Linked DNA regions of Danio rerio: region 2 is linked to region 1. A link is a contact called in public Micro-C data. All regions are on one chromosome and are shown on one strand. Each heading gives the region's core, a stretch centred on a gene start, on an enhancer-like site or on the middle of the called end of the contact. The rest is flanking DNA. Distances are from core to core; before and after follow the strand shown. Region 1 has its middle 4.6 kb from the start of noxo1a. Region 2 holds the start of tbl3 (transducin beta like 3).

Region 1 (6,687 bases), core at 792-3,291:
GTAAATAGTAATTGTTTGTGTGAACTGTCCCTTTAAGTGTGCATTGGTGTCAGTGTTATCATGATAACATAATAATATAATATAAACATAATATTACAAATGAGTGTATGATGTGCTGATGATCACGTACAGAGGGTCGTAAAGCCCAGACGTTCCTGGAAACAGAAGCTAAATAAAGACACATTCCTGCAGGTTATTATTGGCATGGGGAAACAGCAGTGGGCGGGGCTTCCTCTCAGGTGTGAAACGGATACACCTGTGTTTATTTTAGCACATTTCCACACTGCTGGAAAAACCACCTTTACACCTCATCAGACACATTTGTGCTGTAATATATTACAATGAGGTTTATAAGTGATGGCGTTCATTGATTCGACAACACATTTGTTCAAATTACTTTATTATTTTTACATTTAATTTATTTTGTGTGTGTTTTACTCAATTTTATTTTTTGTTATAGTGTTAAAATTTGTTTATATATATATATATATATATATATATATATATATATATATATATATATATATATATGTAATATTTAGTTTTATTTAGTATTTTTTGTGTTTTAGTAATAATATTTCATGCTAAATAATGATAAATAATTAGTTTTTGATTTTTTTTACTATCTATTTTACTGATTGGTCAGATTACTTTACTCTGATTGGTTAGATGGTTATACTCTATTCTGACTGGACAGATCGCTCTCCTCTGATTGGTCAGAAGACTGCTCCGATTGGTAAGTTAACTCTACTGTGCTTTGATTGGTCAGATAACTCTTCTCTGATTGGTCAGATTACTCTAATCTGCTTTGATTGGTCAGAAGACTCTGCTCTGATTGGTCAGAAGACTTTATCTGCTCTGATTGGTCAGATGACTCTGCTCTGATTGGTCATATAACTCTAATCTGCTCTGATTGGTCAGAAGACTCTTATTTGCTCTGATTGGTCAGAGGACTCTAATCTGCTTTGATTGGTCAGAAGACTCTGCTCTGATTGGTCAGATAACTCTAATCTGATCTGATTGGTCAGATGACTCGAATCCGCTCTGATTGGTCAGAAGACTCTAATCTGCTTTGATTGGTCAGAATACTTTATCTGCTCTGATTGGTCAGAAGACTTTATCTGCTTTGATTGGTCAGATGACTCTGCTCTGATTGGTCAGATAACTCTAATCTAATTGGTCTGAAGACTCTGCTCTGATTGGTCAGAAGACTCTGTTCTGATTGGTCAGATAACTGTAATCTGATTGGTCAGAAGACTCTGCTCTGATTGGTCAGAAGACTGTTCTGATTGGTCAGATAACTGTAATCTGATTGGTCAGAAGACTCTGCTCTGATTGGTCAGAAGACTCTGTTCTGATTGGTCAGATAACTGTAATCTGATTGGTCAGAAGACTCTGCTCTGATTGGTCAGAAGACTCTGTTCTGATTGGTCAGATAACTCTAATCTGATTGGTTTGAAGACTCTGCTCTGCCTTTGATTGGTCTGAAGACTCTGCTCTAATTGGTCAGAAGACTCTGCTCTGATTGGTCAGATAACTGTAATCTGATTGGTCAGAAGACTCTGTTCTGCATACCTTCCAACACTCACGGTTTTCACAGGAGTCTTCAGTATTTCAGACCCAAATTCCCATGTTGTTCTGTCTACCAGATCAAAACACCTCCTTCCACCCCCCCCAGCTTTTTGGTACAGTCTGGTGCATGTTCGCCCACCGAATACAGCACGCAACCTCCATCCCAGTAACCAAACCCAAAGCGCAAAACCCCCCCAGCCGCTCCCCTGCTCTTCACTTCTACTGCACTCTACTCTGATTGGCCAGACACCTCTACTGTACTCTGATTGGTTGTTGTTGTTAAATAACAATAGACTATTATGCATTGATTAATATAGACCATTTTAGATAATACACTATGCAAATCTGATACAAAGCAGCATATATGTGCAGCAAGAAATAGCGATTTCACTTTACTAGACTCACTTTGGGAGGAAATAACTATAACTCCAGCACTTTAATCTGTAATAACCCCCAGACGACACACAGCTACTGTACACACACCGCATTCAGGAGAATCATCTAACACCGTCTGGCTGAATGCGCTCTCCCATGTTAAAGCACTGGCTTCATTCATGTTTATTTATGATTATATATTGTGTAAATCTGCGAGTGTTAATCATGCTGTCAACAGTTTCACCTGATTTCCTCCTTTACAGCAGTGTTGGTAAATGTAAAGCGGCCTCTTCCTGCTGCGAGTCGTCCTTACTGTTAACCACGTGACGTCATGCAGGAACAATGATCCTCTGAGCTGCAGAGATCCTGCTGATGAACGAAAGCTGAAATGAGCCTAAAGCTGTCATAAAAGTGGAGCTTCTAGTTTGCTTCTTCATCCTTCAGATGTTTCTTGTTTGATTAATTTTTTTTATTATTATAAATAATAATGACTGTCAGTGTTATCGTGATTTACAGAAGAGAGCCGCTGAGATCAGTCAGATAATCAATGTGTCTGTCGGGGAGTTAATGCTAATCATTATTTGATGACAAATTAAAAGTCTCTTTCTTTTATTATATTGTTTAATGATTTATTTTTCCTCCATCAAATCCCAGTTGTTGTTTGATTGCATCTTTTCTGGGGAGGGTTTAGGAATTAATTTGCTTAATAATTGATGGCAAAGTGGGTAGTGCTGTAGCCTTACAGTAAGAAGGTCTCTGGTTTGAGTCCCGGCTGGGTCAGTTGGTGTTTCTGTGTGGAGTTTGCATGTTCTCCCCGTGTTGGCGTGGGTTTGCTTCAGTTTCCCCCACAGTCCAAAACACGTGCGCTATAGGGGAACTAAACTGGCCATAGTGTGTGAGTGTGAATGAGTGTGTATGGGTGTTTCCCAGTACTGGGTTGCAGCTATAAGGGCATCCGCTGTGTAAAACATATGATGGAATAGTTGGCAGTTCATTCCGTTGTGGCGCCCTCTGATGAATAAAGGGGCTAAGCCGAAAATAAAATAAATAAATAAATATTTCTTATAATTTTGTAAAAAAACAGTAAAATAATAATATAATTTATATATTTTAATATTAATATTTTAATTATAATCAATGTAATTTATAATTTGCAAAATGTTTTTAATAAGTAAAATGAGAAATAACTACACACTAACAGTATAACACAGCAATAATGCATGATGTGTTGTAATATAGTGATGATGTATTGGGCAGGTCAGAATATTAGAAGAAAAGCTGATAAACTGCGCCACCTGCTGGTTAAAGGAGCCGCTTCATTTAAATAAATATTAAACATTTATTTAAAGTCCCTTATTTATCAGGGGTCACCACAGCGGAATGAACCGCCAACTATTCCAGCATTTGATTAACCCAGCAGATGCCCTTCCAGCTGCAACCCGGCACTGGGAAACACCCATACAGACATTCAAACACACACTCACACATTCATTTCTTTTCGGCGTAGTCCCTTTATTTATCAGAGGTTGCCACAGTGGAATGAACCAGCAAATATTCCAGCATATGTCTTTCCAGCTGCAACCCAGTACTGGAAAACACCCATACATACATTCAAACACACATTCACTTTCTTTTTTGCTTAGTCCCTTTATTCATCAGGGGTCACCACAGCAGAATGAACCGCCAACTATTCAAGCATTTATTTGACACAGCGGATGCCCTTTCTAGCTGCAACCCATCACTGGGAAAAACTCATACAGACATTCAAACACACACTCATATGTTCATTTGCTTTTCGGCTTAGTTCTTTATACATCAGGGGTCGCCACAGCAGAATGAACCGCCAACTCATTAATTTTCTTTTCGGCTTAGTCCCTTTATTAATCAGGGGTCGCCACAGTGGAATGACCTTCCAACTTATCCAGCATAGGTTTTACGCAGTGGATGCCCTTCTTGCTGCAACCCATCACTGGGAAACACCCATACACACACACACACACTCATACACTACAGCCAGTGTAGTTGATCAGTTCCCCTATAGCGCATGTGTTTGGACTGAAACCGGAGCACCCGGAGGAAACCCACGCCAACACAGGGAGAACATGCAAACTCCACACAGAAACACCAACTGACCCAGCCGAGACTCAAACCAGAGACCTGAGTGCTGTGAGGCCACAGTGCGACACCACTAAGCCGCCCATCTGGTTTCGCTTTGTGCCAACAAAAAGATCATTCATAACTCTTAATGATATTACTGAAATGATGAAACACACACACACACACACACACACACGCACGCACACACACACACGTTCAATAGTCTTTATTTCTGATCTTCTGAGCCCATAGAGAGCCGTCTGTAACTGCAGAGAATGAACTGGTGTGTGTTACGCCACAAACACCCCGTTATGTACGTGTGTGTGTGTGTGTATATACTCACACACCATCCAGAAAACACACACACCGTTCTGCTTTTATAAAAGAAGAGAAACCACACATGTGATCTGCAAAACAGGGCGCTGCGGTTATTATTGTGCACTGACTTCAATGTAACCTGTGATTATTGTGATGTTGGATCATATTTGTATGTACAAAACATTTTAAAGGGTCAGTTCACACTAAAATATCAACCCTAAACATCCACAAACCCTCAAATAAAGAAGCGTTTTGTAGACGAATATTAAACATAGTGTAGATTTCAGAAATAACCAGTCAAAATGAAGAGATTGCAACTAAAACAAAGCAAAATAATCTTATTTTTGCTGATTACTTTGCTTGTTTTAATGAAAAACTCACTTAAATCTGACTCATTATTACTGAAATCATCACAAGATGTAATATTTGTCTATAAAACGCTTCTTGATTTTAGAGTTTTCAGACATTTGGGCTAGAAAAGAGGCGTAAACTCTGAGTAAGAGCAGCGTGTTTTAATGGTGAACTGTCTCTTTAAATAAAGCCAGACATAAGCAGGTGGAAATACGACAATATCTGTGTTAATGCTATTTATTTGTGGGGTTAAACACAGACTAGTCTACTATTAAAAACAGCGGCAACACTTTTAAACAATACAGTTGTGCTGATCAACAGTAATTAATGCACTCATTAACGATAACGAAGCATATATGAACACATTAGTTATTAATTAATGCACAGATGTGTTAATAACACAATGTTTCAGTACAATACAGCTCATAATTATCCCAATAAATGCTCTGTAATGATAAATAATTCAGTATATATAATAATATAGCTTATTTATTAGAGTCCACATGAATAAACATGTTTATAGCCTCTTCATTAACATTATTCTTCATTATGCAGAGCATTTATTAGGAGAAGCATTGTAGTTTACATAATTCCATTAATAAACACGTTATTACACATAACAGATTCAGTGTTTCATTATAAGGTCGTGTTATGTTATCTATAGTTTAGTAAACATAAGTAAATATGAACTAATTAAGCTGTTAATTTATTAAAAACTAACATTAATAGTGATTAAAAAGGCGGTTCATGCCGCTGTGGCAATAAACAGACTAAGCTGAAAATAAATGAATGACAGATTAAAGGGAGAGTTCACCCCAAAATGAATATTTACTCACTATTTACTCTCCCAAACACATTACGAGTTTCCTTTTTTCTTTTAAACACTAAATGAGATATTTTGGAGAATGCTGAAAACCAGTAAACATCGACTTCCATCGTTTCAAAAATGATTCCAACATTCTTCAAAACATCTTCTTATGTGTTCAACGAAATAAAGAAACTAATAAAAAATTTTTTAAAGAAAGCGGAACACCTGTAACCATTGACTTCCATTATAGAAAAAAACAATTGCAAGTCAATCGTTACCGATTTCTAAAATATTTAAAATATGTTCTTCTGTGTTCAACAAAATAAAAGAACTAATAAGAAGTTATGTTGAAGAAAGCTGAAAATCGGTAACCATTGACTTCCACAATAGGAAAAATCAAATCGAAATGTTTCCAACATTCTTCAGAATATCTTCTTTTGTGTTCAACAAAATAAATAAACTCATAGCAATATCTCTTGAGGAGGGCTAAAAACAGGTACCCACTGTAGGTAACCATAGTAGGAAAAACGAATGGAAGTCAATGGTTACCGGTTTACAACAATCATCAAAATATATTCCTATATGCGTTTAAGAGAAAGAAACTCATAAAAATATATTTTAAAGAAAGCTGAAAAACCGGTAACCATTGACTTCCATAGTAGAAAAAAACGAATGAAAGTCAAGGGTACCGATTTCCAGCATTCTTCAAATGATCTTCCTTTATGTTCAACAAAATAAAGAAACTAACAGAGATATTTTGAAGAAACTGAAAATCAGTAACCACTGACTTCCATTGTAGAAAAAACAAATGTGTTTCCAACATTCTTCAAAACATCTGCTTCTGTGTTCAACAAAAAAAAAAGAAACTCATAGAAATATATTTTGAGGAACGCTAAAAACAGGTAACCATTGACTTCCATAGTATGAAAAACAAATGGGAGTCAATGGTTACCGGTTTCCAACATTTTTCAAAATATCTTATTTTGTGTTCAACAAACTCATAATGGTTTTAAACAAGTAAAGTGTGAATAAATGATGACAGAATATTCATCTTTGGGTGAACTTCTCCTTTAAATAATGCGTAACTCACATTAATGAATGCATGAATTAACATCATCCCACACAACCGTACAGTAAAGTGTCACCAAAAGAGGTTTTGCTGGCTG
Region 2 (6,814 bases), core at 1,183-3,682, 40 kb before region 1:
ATTATATAATGACATTAATTGCATATAATAACCCCCTTTTAGTTTTTTGACACAAATACATAAACAATGGCGGATGTCATCTGGAAATAAATCGCAGTAATTATTCCTCCATCACATATAAATCAATAAATGTGCTGCAGTATTATGATTATTATTAATATTATTACTGTAGTAAGTGAATGACCTACCGATATGTTGCTGTGTGAGCGCACTGCACATGCGCGCGCAGCTCTTCCCTCCGCACTGCGCAGACTCAAAACACCATTACATGTTTTACTGCCACACACTAACCTGAACATCTGACATCTTACACTGTTTAAACCCAAAACTGCTGCTAAACTCATGGTGCTAACAGTCAGCACATCAGCTACGCGGAAGTGACCATCTGAGCCCCGCATACAAACCACTGACCCGGCATCAGCTGTTATGATTATACAACCGCGGATATTAACGGTCACGCTGACACGAACTGATCTGAGGTCTGCTTGAGGATGATGTGAAACTGAGAGCGGAAGTGACGTAGAGATAGCTGACTTCTTCGCGTGCAGTGTATGATATTGAATGTTGTTGACATCTAGCGCCAGCATCAGTGTTGTTATATGGGAAATCCAGGTTTAACATGGCTGAAGGAGAAGTTAACATTCAGCTGAAGAGCGTTTGTCCTCATCTAGAGCTAGTGTTGGTCAGAAAACAGATTCAGCACAAGCACTAATCATCTTATGCAGATGTACCCGCTAATATTCATTCATTCATTCATTCATTCATTCATTCATTCATTCATTCATTCATTCATTCATTCGTTCATTCATTCGTTCATTCATTCATTCGTTCATTTGCTCAAAAAATAAATAATTCATTTAATATTTCATTAAGTAATTTAATAATAAATTAATTCGTTCAATACCTCATGCATTCATTCAATAATTCATTCATTTATTCATTCAATTATTCAATAATTCATTCATTCAATTATTTATTCATTCATTCATTCATTCATTCATTCATTCATTCATTCATTCATTTAATAATTCATTAACTCATTCAATAATTCATTCATTCATTCATTCAATAATTCATTCATTCATTTGTTCAGTAATTCATGGCATTAATTCATTCATTTAATAATAAATTCAGTAATTTATTTACTCAATAGTTCATGCATTCAGTCATTCAATGATTTTGTCATGTATTCATTCATTCAAAAATTCATTTATTCATTCATTTTAATAATTCATAAATTAATTAACTAATTCATTATTTCATCCAACAATTCATGCATTCATTTATTTGTGTATTCATTCATTCATTCATTCATTGAATAATTCATTAGTCCATTTGTTAATTCATTCATTTAACAATTCATTCAGTAACCCATTAATTCATTCAATAATTCATTCATTTATTTGTTCACTAATTCATGCATTCATTCATTTATTTAATAATAAATTTACTAATTCCTTCATTCAATAGTTTATGCATTCATTCATTTATTCAATACTTCATTCATTTATTCTATTATTAATAAATTCAATAATTCATGCATTAATTCATTCATTTTTGTTATTCATTAATCCATTCAATAATTCATTCATTCGTTCATCCAATTCAACTTCAATTCTTTATTCATTCATTTAATAATTCATTAATTTTTATAATTAATTAAATTCATTCATTCATTCATTTGTTGATTCGTTCATTCATTCATTCATTCTTCCAATAATTCATGAATTCATTCAACCAATAATTTATTTATTTATTCATTCCTTTAATAATTTCTTCATTTTTATTATTCATTAACTCTTTCAAAAATTAATTCATTTATTCATTCATTCATTCATTCATGCATTCAATCATTCATTCATTCATTTAATAATTTATTCATTCTTTCCTTTAATAATTCATGCATTCATTATTTCAATAATTTATTAATTCATTTATTCTTTCAATAATTCATGAATTTATTTATTAAATAATTCATTCATTCATTCATTCAATAATTTATTTATTCATTCGTTCATCCATTAATTTATTGATTTATTTATTTACTAATTCATTCAGTAATTCATTCATTTAATAGTTCATGCATTCTTTCATTCAATAATTCATTCATTCAATCGATCATTCATTCGTTCGTTCGTTTAATATTTCATGTATTTATTCATTTAATAATTGATTTAGTTATTCATTTATGTTTAATAATTCGTGCAAAAAAATAATTATATAATTCATTCATTAATTTGTTTTTTTTACTGTTTATATAACAGAATTGTTGATACTAGTGCACTGTTGTAATTATTGTTATCACTACTGTTACTATTAGTAGTATTTACTACTACTACACTACTACTAATTATAATTAACTGCTCTTTGATGCTGTTCGCGTGTCTGCCGCTAGGCGTCACTGGGGTACTCGCGTGAACATTTTGACGTCATATCTGTGCGACAACATCCATGAACACATGCACCATGCGTGTATCACCAAGGGCTGCAAAAATAATAAACACATAAACTTTTAACAATAACAGCAACATTTACAATATCGACGAGGAGTTGAAAACAGCGCGGGCTGCCATGGCTGGGAAAACGCTGCTCTTCAAGTCAAAGTAAGCGCCGTTTCCGTCTGTTGTAAGATAATTCTGGCTAGCTCAGATCAATGCTAACTCTATATTTTGACAACCGGTTTGACTTCTAATCATCTGTGTGTTAGTTATGCGGTCTCCAGCAGAATCGAGCCTTTCTATAAGGGAGGTAAAGTGCAGGTGAGATCGCCAATAATAACCATAATAATATAATATTAGCATTGCGTTAATGAATGAGTGGCGGTCATCAATCCTGCCTGCTCTTGTCTCTCCGTCAGGTCAGTGCAGACGAGCAGCACATCTTCTGCACTTATGGACCAAAGATCAACATCCTGCAGATCAGCACAGGGAAGATCATACACAGCATTGAACAGGTCAGTGTGTGTGTGTGTGTGTGTGTGTGTGTGTGTGTGTGTGTCATTAGAACAGTGTCCACACAGACTCATTCATTCATAGATCAAGTCAGTTTAACAGTGGACATGCTACACTAAACCGCTAACAGTACTGCTACTCCTTAGGGTTTCATCTTGTTTCTTGTCTAAAAACTCTTTAATCCAGAAGCATTTTCTGGACCAGGATACAATATAGACTTGTTTTCAGCAATAATGAGTCAAAATGAAGTGGGTTTGATGAGTCAAAAACAAGCAGAATAATCTGCCAATGTGGAGAATATTGATCATAATCATATTTTAAAGTGAAAACAAGATTATTCAGCTTGTTTAAGGAGAAACTCTCTTCATTTTGACTATTTTTTTTTTTTAAAACAACTCTTTATTTGTTGCTTGTCTAGAAAATGCTTCTTGATTTAGGAGTTTGTAGATATCTGGACTATAAACTCAACGACAGAAGCTAATAAACAGACGTTTTTTTGTCAGTTTACATGCATAATCATTCATTCATTCATGAACATGTATACTAATAATATGTGTTGTGCTGCCATGAGGTTAAAATTGAGTTTTAAGCTTAACTGTGGACTGAAATGTGAATATAATCATGCTCATTTAATGTATTTATTTACTTATTTTTGTGTCACGGGGGAGTGAACCAGTTATAATCAGGGCTGCACCATATTGGAGAAATCTGACATTGAGATCTTTTGATTTGCTGCAATATGAATACAGTTACACAACATATCCTATATAGCTGTATTTGGAAAGATTTCATTAACATTGGGATTATTCTGAACTGTTATTTGGAAGATAGAAGATAAATATTTTACACATTGTTCAGGTTTATATAATTGTATATAAATAAATGCGTATGAGTGTGTGTGTGTGTGTGTGTGTGTGTGTGTGTGTGGATGTTTCCCAGAGATGGGTTGCGGCTGGAAGGGCATCCGCTGCGTAAAAACTTGCTGGATAATTTGGCGGTTCATTCCGCTGTGGTGACCCCAAATTAATAAAGGGACTAAGCCGACAAAAAAATTAATGAATGAATAAAAACGGCTATATAGATCTCTCTATATATACATACATATTTATCTATATATGTATGTGTGTGTGTGTGTGTGTGTGTGTGTGTATATATATATATATATATACATGATTTTAAAATAAGTGCATGTATGAACTGCATCAAAACAAACATATTCCCATAATATTTTAGCAGTTAACCTATTTTTTTATATTTTAAATTTACAACCACAGATATTTGCCACTGCCGGGACTTAACCTAAATTGTAATAGAAGTTAAGCTATGCCAGACAGCATAAAATTATTGTTGCCATTAATTAATGCGTAAAGCAATAATAACACGTTTATTTGCCCATCATTAATATGTATATATATATATATATATGATCTGTTTTCTGTAGTTATACAAATTTGACACAGACACAAACAGTTTTACAAGGTAAAAGTGTCTTTATTCATTGTGCAAAGAACTACAAAAACACACAAACAAACTGTTCATTTAAAATCTATCAGATCTCTGCACTTCACCTGAGTTAAAGGGATAATTCACCCACAGATGAAACCTGAGGGTGTACTCACACTATGCCATCCGTACCGTGCCCAGGCCCGTTTCCCGGATCATTTGAGAAGTGTGAGTGCGCTGAATCGGGCTCAAGCACGGTTCACTTGTCCGGCCCTGGCCCGGTTGGAAGAGGTATGCCTAAGCACGGTTCACTTGGGCTTGGGCTTTGGCCCAAAACTGAAAGCGAGACGTGACTTTTAAGGGGCTGTTTCATATGGATTTATTAATCATTCTGACTGTTCAGTGAACGCAAACTGCTGTAGTTTATTAAAGACGCAAACCCCTCACTGCATGACAGCTGCACCTTCAGCAGACCTCCTCATTCCTGCAGCACGAGGGCTTTATGATTGTTTATGAGCGCCAAAAGTGGCGGATCTGTTCGGCGAAATATCTGACTGCGTGTCCCCGCATCCCTAAGGACTGTTTGGCGAAATATCTGACTGCATATCAAACCACTGACACGGTATAACTAGAGAAATCTCCACTGTGCTGCTGAGAGCGCTTCTCACTGAACAGCGCAGCAGCGATGACGTAAGGGTGCCGAAGCCCGTTTGTGGTGTGAGCGTGGGCCGTTGGGGGAGACGGGAGGGGGACAAGCGTGCTTTGGCCTGGTTTGAGGCAACTGTACATAGTGTGAGTACGGCCTGACTCACTATTTACTCCCTTTCTGTCCTAATAACCACCGTCTTACCTTCTGTTTGAACAGGAGGATCAGGAGGACATCACAGCGTTCGCTCTCAGCCCTGATGATGAGGTGAGACCATCCAGCATCAGACTAGCTGTTATTATCAGCCCATCAGCTGATCGTTCTGCGTGTCTTAAGGAGAAACTCTCTTCATTTTGACTCATTACTTCTGAACACACAATATTTTCTGCTCGTCTGGAAAATGCTTCTTCATTTAAGAGTTTTCAGATATTTAGAAGCAAGACCCACACTCTTGATGAGTGATGGCAGCGTTATGAGCAGTGTGCCGCATGGCTGAGTGTGCTCCTCTCTCCGTGCTCCTCCTCAGATGTTAGTGAGCGCCAGCAGGGCTCTGCTCCTCAGGCAGTGGGACTGGAAGCAGCAGCAGTGTCGTCGCTCCTGGAGGGCCGTTCACAGTGTGCCCGTGGCCAGCATGAGCTTCGACTGCACCTCCACACTGCTGGCTACAGGTGAAGGCTGGATTATATTCTGGAGGGTTTGTTCCTGGAGGGCCGGTGTCCTGCAGAGTTTAGCTCCAACCCTAATCAGACACACCTGAACAAGCTGATCAAGCTCTTACTAGGTGTACTAGAAACACCCAGGCAGGTGTGTTGAGGCAAGCTGGAGATAAACCCTGCAGGACACTGGAGCTCCAGGACTGAGATTGGTGACCTCTGCTGTAAAGGGTTCCTAACTTGATCAATTCTTCCACTGTGTTTGCACTGTAAACATGTCCTGTGTTGTATGTGGATGAGTTCTGCACTTGAGTACAGCTTTTTCTGACTCGGTTGTTGTTGTTGTTTGTGTTTGCAGGCGGCTGTGACGGCACCATCAAACTGTGGGACGTGATCAAGCAGTACTGCACACACAACCTCAAAGGCTCCTCTGGCGTCGTGCAGTAAGTGCAGCAGAAGCCCTGAAACAGACTGCTCTGAGATCAGCCTTACACCTTAAAGGGGCCGTTCACCCCAAAAATGAACACTCTCTCAGCATTTACTCACGTTTTACCTGTTATACACCTTTAGTGTTCCTGTTAAACGATAAAGAAGATATTTTGAAGAATGTTGGAAGCCTGTAACCATTGACCTCCATAGTATTTGTTTTTCCTACTGTGTGTGTGAACATTAATGTGTGTGTGTGTGTGTGTGTCCTGCAGTTTGGTGGAGTTTCACCCAGACATCAGCCGGCTGCAGCTCTTCTCCTCGTCCTCAGACTGTGCGATCCGCATCTGGGACCTGCGCTCCAGCCGCTGTGTGTGTGTGCTGGAGAGCCACTACAGCCCCGTCACTGCGCTCGCGTTCTCCCCGGACGGACACACACTCGTCAGGTGCGCTTTTAAACATCACGCGTCAATGCCGGATCTCGCATGTTCCCTCATGATCAGTCAGTCCATCAGGTTTATTAGTTTCATTTTAACAGCCTGACGGTGCACATTACAGTCACAATCAGAGAAGAAGAGTTATTAGTGTGCATAACCTAGTGTTTACACTGCTGCTGTTATGCCTTTCTGCGTTTGTGAATGTGAAGCTCTGTGTAATTTAAAAAAATTAAAGAGCAGGTAAATCTACTGATTGTT

Evidence for each region. A called contact is a pair of places that touch in the nucleus more often than the background predicts.
Region 2: a Micro-C map of caudal fin shows a contact between it and region 1, with 5 times the contacts expected there. The contact joins the promoter of tbl3 here to the enhancer-like site in region 1. A contact is called at or near these places in 2 of 18 Hi-C or Micro-C datasets (caudal fin and an unstated tissue).

What each region holds. Positions count from the first base shown.
Region 1 is chr3:67,140,090-67,146,776 of GRCz12tu, reverse strand. No RefSeq gene overlaps it. Among named protein-coding and RNA genes, the nearest start is that of noxo1a, 4.6 kb to the left of the region's middle. Within about 2 kb of position 2,041, at least 21 of the 62 cell types and tissues checked have an H3K27ac peak or open chromatin away from gene starts, as enhancers often do. A contact at or near this core is called in caudal fin, where this site is marked.
Region 2 is chr3:67,180,358-67,187,171 of GRCz12tu, reverse strand. It overlaps tbl3 (transducin beta like 3), which reads left to right and starts at 2,432. Exons shown (of 23, transcript NM_001007402.1): 1 at 2,432-2,603; 2 at 2,708-2,759; 3 at 2,858-2,953; 4 at 5,260-5,307; 5 at 5,567-5,708; 6 at 6,052-6,136; 7 at 6,395-6,565. The coding sequence starts at 2,572. sco1 (synthesis of cytochrome C oxidase 1) reads right to left here and starts at 498. Exons shown (of 7, transcript NM_001309798.1): 1 at 189-498. The coding sequence starts at 398.